Regions from separate parts of the Pan troglodytes genome. Here all the other regions are linked to region 1. Evidence: chromatin contacts called from public Hi-C data. All regions are on one chromosome and are shown on one strand. The core of a region is the stretch at or near the end of the contact, and the rest is flanking DNA. Distances in the headings are between cores, read along the strand shown. Region 1 has its middle 70 kb from the start of CRYAA. Region 2 has its middle 13 kb from the start of SIK1. Region 3 has its middle 15 kb from the start of SIK1.

Evidence for each region. Hi-C and Micro-C count contacts between places; a contact is called where the count stands out from the background.
Region 2: a contact with region 1 is called in a Hi-C map of induced pluripotent stem cells, with 2.1 times the contacts expected there. The contact joins two enhancer-like sites.
Region 3: a contact with region 1 is called in a Hi-C map of stem cell-derived neural progenitor cells, with 2.8 times the contacts expected there. The contact joins two enhancer-like sites. A contact is called at or near these places in 1 of 7 Hi-C or Micro-C datasets (stem cell-derived neural progenitor cells) and 1 of 1 datasets of contacts at active chromatin or transcription factors (stem cell-derived excitatory neurons).

What each region holds. Positions count from the first base shown.
Region 1 is chr22:43,823,196-43,826,640 of NHGRI_mPanTro3-v2.0_pri, reverse strand. No RefSeq gene overlaps it. Among named protein-coding and RNA genes, the nearest start is that of CRYAA, 70 kb to the right of the region's middle. Within about 2 kb of position 1,515, at least 11 of the 24 cell types and tissues checked have an H3K27ac peak or open chromatin away from gene starts, as enhancers often do. A contact at or near this core is called in induced pluripotent stem cells and stem cell-derived neural progenitor cells, where this site is marked.
Region 2 is chr22:44,036,907-44,040,351 of NHGRI_mPanTro3-v2.0_pri, reverse strand. No RefSeq gene overlaps it. Among named protein-coding and RNA genes, the nearest start is that of SIK1, 13 kb to the right of the region's middle. Within about 2 kb of position 1,546, at least 2 of the 24 cell types and tissues checked have an H3K27ac peak or open chromatin away from gene starts, as enhancers often do. A contact at or near this core is called in induced pluripotent stem cells, where this site is marked.
Region 3 is chr22:44,009,031-44,012,475 of NHGRI_mPanTro3-v2.0_pri, reverse strand. No RefSeq gene overlaps it. Among named protein-coding and RNA genes, the nearest start is that of SIK1, 15 kb to the left of the region's middle. Within about 2 kb of position 1,580, at least 6 of the 24 cell types and tissues checked have an H3K27ac peak or open chromatin away from gene starts, as enhancers often do. A contact at or near this core is called in stem cell-derived neural progenitor cells, where this site is marked.

The sequences.
Region 1 (3,445 bases), core at 266-2,765:
CTGCCTTTTATCACCATCAGAGAGCCACTGCCAGGGTCATCGTGGGGTCTCAGTGTTCCTGCGAACGGCAGATGGGATTTGAGGTGTCCTGCCTTCCCACCCCAGTCCTCTAGGTCTGACGTGTCTTCCCCAGGGGGCGCCCTGTCCCCTCAACAGCCAGCCATCTGCAATTCTGCGTCAGGGCCTTCGGGAGCCCTGCTGGGAGACCCACACTGCTCTGGAAAGCAAGATTTTCCAGCCAGGATGCTTTGGAAATTGATTTCTCTCACTCCTGGCCAAGGTAAAGGCACAGCGCTCACAGGCTCCCGGGGCAGACAGCTCAGCAGAATAATGAGCCACCCCCTCTCTTCACTGCCCCTCCCTCCCGGTGCCCCTGGGGCGTCCTTGAGCTGCCACACGGCCCCTCCCTCATACCCGCTCCTCCCTCATACCCGCTCTCTGACGTCTCTGCAGGTGGCACGAGGAATGCCAGGGCCCAGGCAGCTAGATGTCAAAGAGGCTGCTGAGCAGCACACAGGAGGGGGCTCCCCTAAGCTGGAGGGTGGAAAGGGGTCTCTCACGGTCAAGTACAAATCAGACACAGAGGGCAGCCGTGCAATGAAGTAACAGCCCAGAGCTTGGCCATGGCCATGATAGTGGTGTGTGCGTCTTCCTGTGGGCTGTGTGAGTGTATGTTTGTGTAGGTGTGCATGTGGGCATTTGTGCACGCATAGGTGTTATGTGCTTCTGTGTGTCCGTATGTGTCCACATGTATTGTGTGATGTGTGTACATGTGTTTGTATGTTGCATGTGTGTTTGTGTTGTGCATTTGTGCGCACATGTGTGAGGTGTGTGAGCATGTGTTTTGTGTGTTGTGCACGAGTGTGCATGGTGTGTTGTGCATGGGTGCACACTGTGCAAACATTGTGCTTCTATGTGCATGTGTGTTCTGTGCATATGGGCACACTGTGTGTGTGTGTGCATGGATGCAATGTGTACCTTTCCTTCTGTTCTGTTCTAATGGCAGCAGCCTGCACAGCAGGTTTGGGGCCCGCCCACATTTCCTGCCCCTGCAAACTCAGTCCTTAGCCCAGGGTCTCAGAGGAAATCCCACAGAGCAGGGCCTTCTGGCCTCCCCAGCAGCCTGGGAGCTAATGCTGACGGAGCCTTCACTAGCCCCTGCCACGGGTCCCTCCCCTGAAGGGAGACTCCTTTCCCAGCTCCCATCCTGGAGGCCAAGGGCAGAGCAGGAGGCAGGTGCCTCCCCTGTAGAGAGAAGGCCGCCCTGCCCCCAGCAAGCAGCTCCTTGTCCCTCAACCCCTCGGCTCTCCTGATGCCTCCTCCTTCCAAGCTGGCACTGTCTGGCACCTGTGCCTGCATCTCTGTCTCAGCCCCCTCTCAGACAGCCACATGCAGCCTTGGCTGGCAGGACCTCTGGCCCTGTGACCCCAACACCGCGTCAGCTGAGGCTGCCTGCCAGGGACACTTACCGCCCTGCCCCACTCACAGGCCTCTGCGGGTGTGGGCGGGACGGGGGCTGCTCTTCACAAGAGGCTTCCTAGGAAGAGCTGACCTGGGCCGGAAGCCGGGGAGTGACGTCATTCTGCACGGAGGAAACCCCGCCAGAGCCCCCAGGGACCCCAGCACAGCCCTGGCCTTCCACACAGTGACGCCTCCTTTTTCAAGTGATTTTACAGACAAGCAAATGAAACCCCAAAACTGCTTATGGTAAAGAAACACCACTGGCTTCCAGCACGGCTTTTGTGTCTTCCCATCTCAGTCTCCCCTGCTGGACACTAGCTCCCCGGGGGTCAGGGTGGGTCTCCCACAGCTTGGCAGCACGCAGCCCAGAGGCTCCCGGAGCCAGGCCCTCTGCGGATGTTTGCTGAGGCCGCTTCCCACTGTCTTGAAGAGTGAAGGTGACCTTTAAGGCTGAGGTTCGGCAAGTCTCCTGCGGCCAAGGTCTCGGCGGCCAGGCAAGTCCTCTGCTGCCACCTGGTGGTTAGTGTGAGGCACGCTGGTGATGATTGAAAGGAACTGGGGGCTGGAGGCTCCCTGCAGGCACTCGGTCTCCCAGCTTCAGCCAACTGGCAAAGACGGACATCGAATACTCAGAGGGGTTGATAGATCTGTCCAAAGTCACCCAGCATGTCACCAGAAGAAAGGGACCAGTGCCTCAGGCTTCCTCAGCGCCTCCCAATTTTCACATTATGTGTGACATTGCAGTAATCATCTGCCCAGCGGTGCTGAGCCCTGGCTTTGGGGTCAAACAGACAGGGTGCACCTGGCCCAAGCCCTCACCAGCTGAGGACACCAGGCAGGTGACTCCATTTCTAAGCCTCGGTGTCCTCAGCTAACAATAGAAACAGGCTACAGGCTGCTGTGCAGGCTGCATGAGAATTGCCGTTACAAGCGCAGCAGGCGCAAGGCCTGGCATACAGCAAGTGCTCCATTAATGCTTTTCCGGCTGCTGCTCATAATGATGATGACAATGATGCCCAAGGTGAAAACGGGAGCAGAGGAGAGCGTGGGTCATTTTCACTCCAGAGTCCAGCGTCCCCAGCAGTGGGATGAGGGAGAGCCTCCCTGGAGATCGAGAAGCTGAGCCCCAAGACTGGAGAGGCAGCTTCCAGTGAGACTTCTCTCCCCCGCTGCCCTAACCTGAGGAGGCGCCGCTGTCCCGCAGCATCTCCCACTTGCACCTGATCATAGGGCTCACCTGGAGGCACCAAAAGCCCAGCTCCCTGGACTCTGCCCCTCCAGACTCTAAGTGGGTGTGAGCGGGGCCCAGGAGTCTGTATTTGCAACGCACTGCAGGTGGTTCTCCCGGCCTGGCAGGCTTGGGAAGTACTGGCCAATCCCATCTTTCCACGATGGCCGTGTGCCCTGGTGAATGGGGCTGGACACTGGCACGCAGAGCTCTCTGAATTCAACCTGAATGCATACCAGGGAGCAGTGGGGCAGTCAGACCACAGGGGCCTCAGACGCCAGGCCACACAATGGGAAGCGGGGGAGAGGTGATCAGAGCCTCGGCCCTCAGAAGGCCAGGCGAGGGAGAGGGAGGCCCAGAGGGCAGAGAGCTGGCAGCAGCACCCACGGAGAAGGCTGGTGTGAGTCCCAGGCCTAGCAGTGGGTGCGCAGAGGCGAGCTTGGAAAGGAGGCAAGGGGAGCAGGCATCCTCCCGGCTTCAGAAGCTCTCCAACAGCAGCCCATGGGAGCCATGTGGGTAGGAGCAGCCACCAGAGAGCCTTGGCAGCTGCTCAGACTCCAGGAAAGTGGCTGGGCACCATGGCCAGAGCTGCGCCCTGCATTAAAGCTCACATCCACGTGGCCTCCTGCCCTGGCGGGGCGGGCATGGTGGGGGTGGAATCTGGCCACTCACCTGTGACTCTGAAGGGGTCTTGGGTACAAAGCAGCCCCAGGCCCCAGCACAGGCAGCTCCTGAGGCTGGGCCCGTTGAGATGAC
Region 2 (3,445 bases), core at 297-2,796, 210 kb before region 1:
CTGGGATCTAAACAGGGCTTGGGGCCTAACGTGAAAAGGGAGAAGCAGTGTTACCAGGGACATCCTCCTGGGGGTTTTAGAATCTCCCCCGTGGAGGGGGAGGAGAAGAGGAAGGAGGGGGAACTGCCGGCCCGGCCCTATGAGTGCACCAAGCCACTGACCTCTGGTCCCTGCCCACCTGGGAGCTCCTCCCTCGCAGGCAGTGCCAGTCTCTGGCAGGGGTCAGGCCACCTGTTCTATTTGCCTTTAGTTCATAGCCTGATCTAAAGGTTAATGAGTTCAAAGTCACATTCCTTATCTCATTTTTGAGTGAGGACTCAAAACCTGCACCTGGACCAGTGACCCTGGGCATTTTGTCCCATCATTGCACAACCACGGTAGCTTTTATCTCCCTGCCGGCCTTTTATTAGGTGCAGCCACGGGTTCTTTGCTTTCTCATTCACCGCTGACGTCTGTACTAATGACGACACGCTTTCGAATGCCAATTCACTGACTGAAGTACTAGCCACAGGTTTGTTTTTTTTGTTCACGCCCAGAGAATGTGTCCTGGCAATATGCTCCTGTTGGACGTTATTATGCAGTGATGCTATATGGCAGATGTGCCCCAGGAATGCCACACTCACAAGGCAGCGTTTGGCCTCCTGTAAAAAAAACCCACAGAGACAAATAACTAAGAAAAAAACATGGAAGAAAGAGGTAAAGGATTCATGCCTTTAATATAAAAAGAGTTCTCAGAATAAATAAGCATTTCCGTACTAGGGGCCCATCTTTTGATTTTGCCCGTGCAAAGGAATCTGTGGCTCCTTCCTTTGTAATAGCCCCCAGTGAACCACCCCCTCCTGCCCTTAGTCCAGATTATTTGGGTGTGCTGACCTAAATTCTTCACCTCCAGAGATTAAACATGACATAAACCTGGCCAATGAAGGGCTTGCCTGGGACCGTGGCTGGGACTATCAGGGAAAAGATATGCTTTCTCTGTAGACGGTGAACTAGTAGGATGTTAGCTACCTGTCTTAGTCTGCTTTGTGCAGCTATAACAAAATATCACAATCTGGGTAATCTATAATGAACAGAGATGTCCTGGGGAGGCTGGGAAGTCCAAGAGCATGGCACTGGCATCTAGTTAGGGCCTTCTTGCTGCAGCATCCCAAGGTGGAAGGCAGACGGGCAAGAGTGAGAAAGTGAGAGCACACACACACACACACACACACACACAAAGAGAGGGGGAGAGAGAGAGAGAGCGCAAGATGGGGCCAAACTTGTCCTTTTATAAGGAATGCACTCTTGAGATAATGGCATTAATCCACTTGTGAGGGTCGTACCCCTATGACCCAAGCACCTCCCATTAGGCCCCACCTCCCACCATTGCCATGATGGGGATCAAGCTTCTGACACATGAACTTTGGGGGACACTTTGAAAGCATAGCACCATCTTTGCTACAAACTGGAATGAGCCTGCCTGAGAACAAAGCCAAGGCAGGGAAGTAGAACTGAGGGATGCTGCTGAAAAAAGGGAAGAGAACAGGTAAACATTGTGTGAGCCTGGGTCGAGCTCAGCCTGAAGCCTGCATATCCTGGGCCCTTTAGTTATGTTAACCACCAACTCTCCTTTTAGCTTAAACCAGTTTCAGTTGCATTTCTGCCTCTCACAATAAAGGGAGCCTTGACTGAGACCCACTAATAGAAAATGGAGCAGAAAATAAGAACTGACACTCATACGAAACACAAATGGCCAATGAACATGAAGAGAAGAATCACTTTCCATAAGGAAATCCAAGAATTGCCCATTACAATAAATGCATGCTATTACGGATTGAACTGTGTCCCCCTACTGAAAGGTATGTTAAGTCCTCACCTCCTGTACCTAAGAACATGGCCTTATTTGGAAATAGGGTCGTTGCAGATTAACTAGTTAGAGTGAGACCATACTGGAGTAGGCTGGGTCCTAAATACAGAATGCCTGGTGTCCTTATAAGAAGAGAGGGAGGCCCCGGGAAAAGCCGGCCCATCTGAAGATGGTGGCAGAGACTGGATGAGGGATCTGTAAGCCAACGACTGACAGGTGTCCCTGAGAACCTCCAGAAGCTGGAAGAGGCATGAAAGGAATCTCGCCAGGAGGCTGAAGAGGGAACATGGCCTTGCCCACACAGATTTCAGACATCTGGCTCCAGAACTGTGGGAGGACACATTTCTGTTGTTTGGAACTGCCTGTTTTTTATACTTTGTTATGGCTGCCCTAGGAAACTAATCCAGATATTATTTTCCACTTCTGAACTTAGCAAAATATTTTTAAAATGAAAATTCTTAAATGTTGGCACAGTTTAAGGTCAGGGGTGCCCCAGCAGTTTGGCAACATACATCAAAGGCTTTAAGACACTTTATCCTCTTTCACTTGGTAATTCCATTTTTAAGGCTTTATCCTAGGGAAAAATTTCACATAGGAATTAAGAGTTTTGGGAAAGATGCTCACAATAACACTGTTTATAGTAACGTGTAGAAACAATAATGTCTACAAATAGAAATGTTAAATAAATGGGAATGTTACATGTTAAACCTGAGATATTAGATATTAAGAATAATGTATTTAAATTATATATGATACATGGAATTCTCTTTCTACAAATAGAAAGAGAGGCTATAAGAGTGTTCATATGGGGTACAATCCAAATTTATTTTTTAAAAATTTACATCTATTCAACTAGAAAAAAATGCACCAAAATACTGAGTGATGATATCTGAGTGGTAGAATTATGAATTATTTCTTATATGTTAGTATTATATTCATATATATTTTTTATAATAATCATATATTCCATTTTATCATCAAGAAAAAAGTTTTAAAATTCCAAATCCTTTCATGTGCACTGTTTTAAACTAAGGTAGAAGAAAAAAGTCACTGAAAATCCAAGATGTAATAAACAGGCCCAACAAAGGCCAACAAACTTAGTGCATATTTGCTGTAATAAAATATTAACCCACTTGTGAGGATCGTGCCCCTGCGGCCCAAACACCTCCCATGAGACCGCATCTCCCAACACGGCCATGTTGGGGATCAAGCTTCTGACACATGAACTTTGGGGAACACTTTCAAACCATAGTACCATCTTTGCTACAAACTGGAATTTTTAAAAATATATATTTATAAAATATAAATTTGGTAGCACAGATTCAATTATGGGACATGGCCAGGAGCAGTTGCTCATGCCTGTATCCCAGCACTTTAGGAGGCTGAGACGAGTGGATCACCTGAGGTCAGGAGTTTGAGACCAGCCTGGTCACAATGGGGAAACCCCGTCTCTACTAAAAATACAAAAATTTGCCAGGCATGGTGGCGCGCCTGTAATCCCAGCACTTTGGGAGGCCGAGGCAGGAGAATCGCTTGAACTCGGGAGGTAGAGGTTGCAGTGAGCCAAGATCGTGGCACTGCATTCCAGCCTGGGCAACA
Region 3 (3,445 bases), core at 331-2,830, 190 kb before region 1:
CAAAGTGGACCCCTTGTGCGCTGTTGGTGGGAGGGTCAAATGGCGCAGCCTTTATGGGAGAGCAGTGTACCAGCTCCTCAAAGATTAGAACCACCACCTGATCCGGCCGCTCCTCCTAATGGTATGGACCCTGAAGAACCGAAGGCAGGGCCCAGAGAGGTCTGTACACCCATGTTCACAGCAGCATGACGACAGCCATACTAGGAAGCAGCCCGAGGGGCCGTCAGCCAATGAAGGGATCAAGAAGATGTGGTCCCGCCTATAATCCCAGCACTTTGGGAGGCCGAGGTGGGTGGATCACCTGAGGTTGGGAGTTTGAGACCAGCCTGACTAACATGGAGAAACCTCATCTCTACTAAAAATACAAAATTAGCGGGGCATGGTGGTGCATGCCTGTAATCCCAGCTACTCGGGGGGGCTGAGGCAGGAGAATCGTTTGAACCCAGGAGGCGGAGTTTGTGGTGAGCCGAGATGGTGCCATTGCACTCCAGCCTGGGTAACAAGAGCGAAACTCTGTCTCAAAAAAAAAAAACAAACAAAGAAGATGTAGTCCATGCCGACAGTGGAATAGGCCTCAGCCGTACAAAAGGAGAGCCCAGCATGGCTGCCAGCGAGGACGGACCCTGAGGATGCTGTGCTCAGTGGAACAAGCCCGTCATAAAAGAACACACACGCGAGGGCCCTAGAGGAAAAGAACACACACGCGAGGGCCCTAGAGGGGACAGATTCACAGAGACAGAAGGGGGAGTGGGGGGTGCCGGGGGCTGGAGAGGGGCTGCTGAGCCAGAGATGAATGGGTGGGAATTGCAGTTTAAGAGGATGAAAAGTGCTGGAGTTGGGCGGTGGCGATGGCTGCAAAGCAGTATGAACGTTCTTAACGCACTCAACTGTGTACCAAAAAATGGTTAAAACGATACATTGTATGTTACGTGTATTTTACTACTTTTTTTTTTTTTTTTTTTTTGAGCCTTGCTTTGTCACCCAGGCTGGAGTGCAGTGGCGTGATCTTGGCTCACAGCAACCTCCGTCTCCTGGGTTCAAGCGATTCTCCTGCCTCAGCCTCCGGAGTAGATGGGATTAGAGGCCCCCACCACCATGCCGGGCTAATTTCTGTATTTTTAGTAGAGATGGGGTTTCACCATGTTGGCCAAGCTGGTCTCGAACTTCTGACCTCAAGTGATCTGCCCACCTCAGCCTCCCACAGTGTGGAGATTACAAGCGTGAGCCACTGCGCCGGGCCCACAATGTTTTTAAGAAGAAAACAAAGTTTTTTCTCAAGGAGGCAGATGCTCAGTGAGTGCGCAGCAGTTCCCATGAGGAGAGCAGGCAGGAGCCATGGGCAGGGGCAGGCACAGGGCAGGCCACTGTCGGTGCTGAGGTTGGCTGGGCATAAGTGTGGCCGGGGCCAGCCTCATTGTTCCTGGAGCCCTGCTCAGACAGGGCGTCCTGGCCCTCGGGAGAGCCTGCCCTGCGACAGCCCCTCAGGCAGCTGGATGGTGGGAGAGGCCGGGGAGGGGGCTCTTTGTCTTCTGAGTCATCTCTGCGGTTTTGCTGTCTCTAAGAACAAAGCAGTAGCCTCTGAGGTCCTGGCTGTGGCTGCCGCTGGCTTAGTGGCTTGAGGCTGTCTGACAGGGAGGCCAAACCAGGGCCGAGCACTCCTGAGCGAACGGAGGTGCCTGCTCGGGCCATGCCTATGTGGGGGAATCTGGCAGGGGAGCTGGGGGCCCACGGAGCTGCTCTGTCTCCAGGCAGCCTCATCACTCCACCCCGCTTAGAGTGGGGCCGCCTCAGGACACCAAGGTTGGGCTGTGTGGCATCTGCTGAACAAGGAGCCGGGCGGCTGTGCTGAGGGCACCTGTGTTTATTGTTTGGGAGCCTTAGAAACCAGGAACCTCGAGTCGGAACCTCTTGTCGTGTCGTGCATGCGAATTCAGGGTGTGACCTGCCCGTGTCTCAGCTCCCCGACCCAGTGGTCAGCTCCTCGTGGGGACAGCTGTGTCTCACGGTGCTCCAGGGTACTGAAGCAGCCCCAGCAGGTAGCAGCTCCTTAACACACAGCATTGGCGAAACCATCCCTGTGTCTCCCATGCTTGGGCGCTTCTTCCAGAACTCCTGATGGTGGCGAAGACGATGGCGATGATGATGGTGATAGAGGCTTAGACTTCTCAGGTTGCAAGTTGGAGCCCCCCTCGGGGAGCCATCCACAGGCCTTGTAGGACCCCAGAATTCTGCCCTGGGCTCCTTGATCTGCTCCTGAGTCATTTCAGTCCCTCCACTGGGGAGGTCCCGATGGGTAGAGGGAGCTGGCCACACCCATGGGTGTGTTTGCCCCTTGCCTGAGGGTCCTTTATGGCCCCTAGCCCACGTCTGGCACCGTGAGCATCCCCCACCCGCCCTGGGCGTTTTGCAGGATGTTCTCTTTGAGGACATGTTCCTTCCTGCTGGGGCTTGGCCGGGCTGAGCCGGGCCCTGGCGCACCCTTGGCGCACCCCTAGTACTCGATGGCACTTCTGAGCCATGCAGGGCTCTGGGGTTCTGGGACTTTCTTTTTCAGTCTGGTGAGGGGCCAGGTACTGCCTGGAGCTTCAACCAAAGCAAATCAAGTGACTGCCGTGTCCTTGCTAATACAAGACGGAGGCACGCCCAGCCAGCTGACATGCAGAGTGGCACGGTGGCTGAGAACGTGGCCTCCGTTGCTGCACGCCTGAGTCTGCGTTCTGGTGCTGCAGCTTTGCAGCCCTTTGTTGTTGACGCGACGGCCACACGTGCTCCGGGTCAGCAGGCCGCTCCCGTGACAAGGGCGGGACACGCAGGGTGCACAGCGGTGGCATCCCCGAGCACCATCCCCAGCAAGAACGGGGCCAGACACCCACCAGGGAAGAAGCACTGTGGTTGACCGGATTGTTGGCGACCTGACCGCCTGCTTATTCCGTCGTGGACGCGCCTCCTCTGGCAGGGGTGGGAGCGGAGGCCTTCGCCTGGAGGCGCCTGGGCCCTGCCTCTGTGCTTTTCTGTCACCCTGAACCGCTGGTGCTCTCCTCGCTAGGCCGCGGGATAGGAAGAAGGCTTTCTGGCCGTCCAGAAATACTGGCTCCCAGGAGCGGGACTGGCCTCTCGGGGTGGGGGTGGGGAGAGAGGGGATGCCCCAGCCAGAGGGAGGTCCCTGGGCCCAGCCTGGAGGGAGCCGAGGGAAGATCCACCTGTTTCTGCACGTGCTCGCCTCCCTCGGAGGCAGGAACTGAATCTGACCTAAGAGGAACTGACTCTCTTGGGGTGGAAGAAACAGAGTTGGCCTCTTCGTGTTTCTTCCGGAATAACACCGGGGTGTTGAGGCAGCATGCTGGTGAGGGCTTGGGTGAGCACAGCCGCCCTGCCTGTGGCCCCACCTCTGATCTTGGGAGGAGTCTGCTGTTCCGAGCTGGGCAGGTCCTGAGGAAGGTGTCCA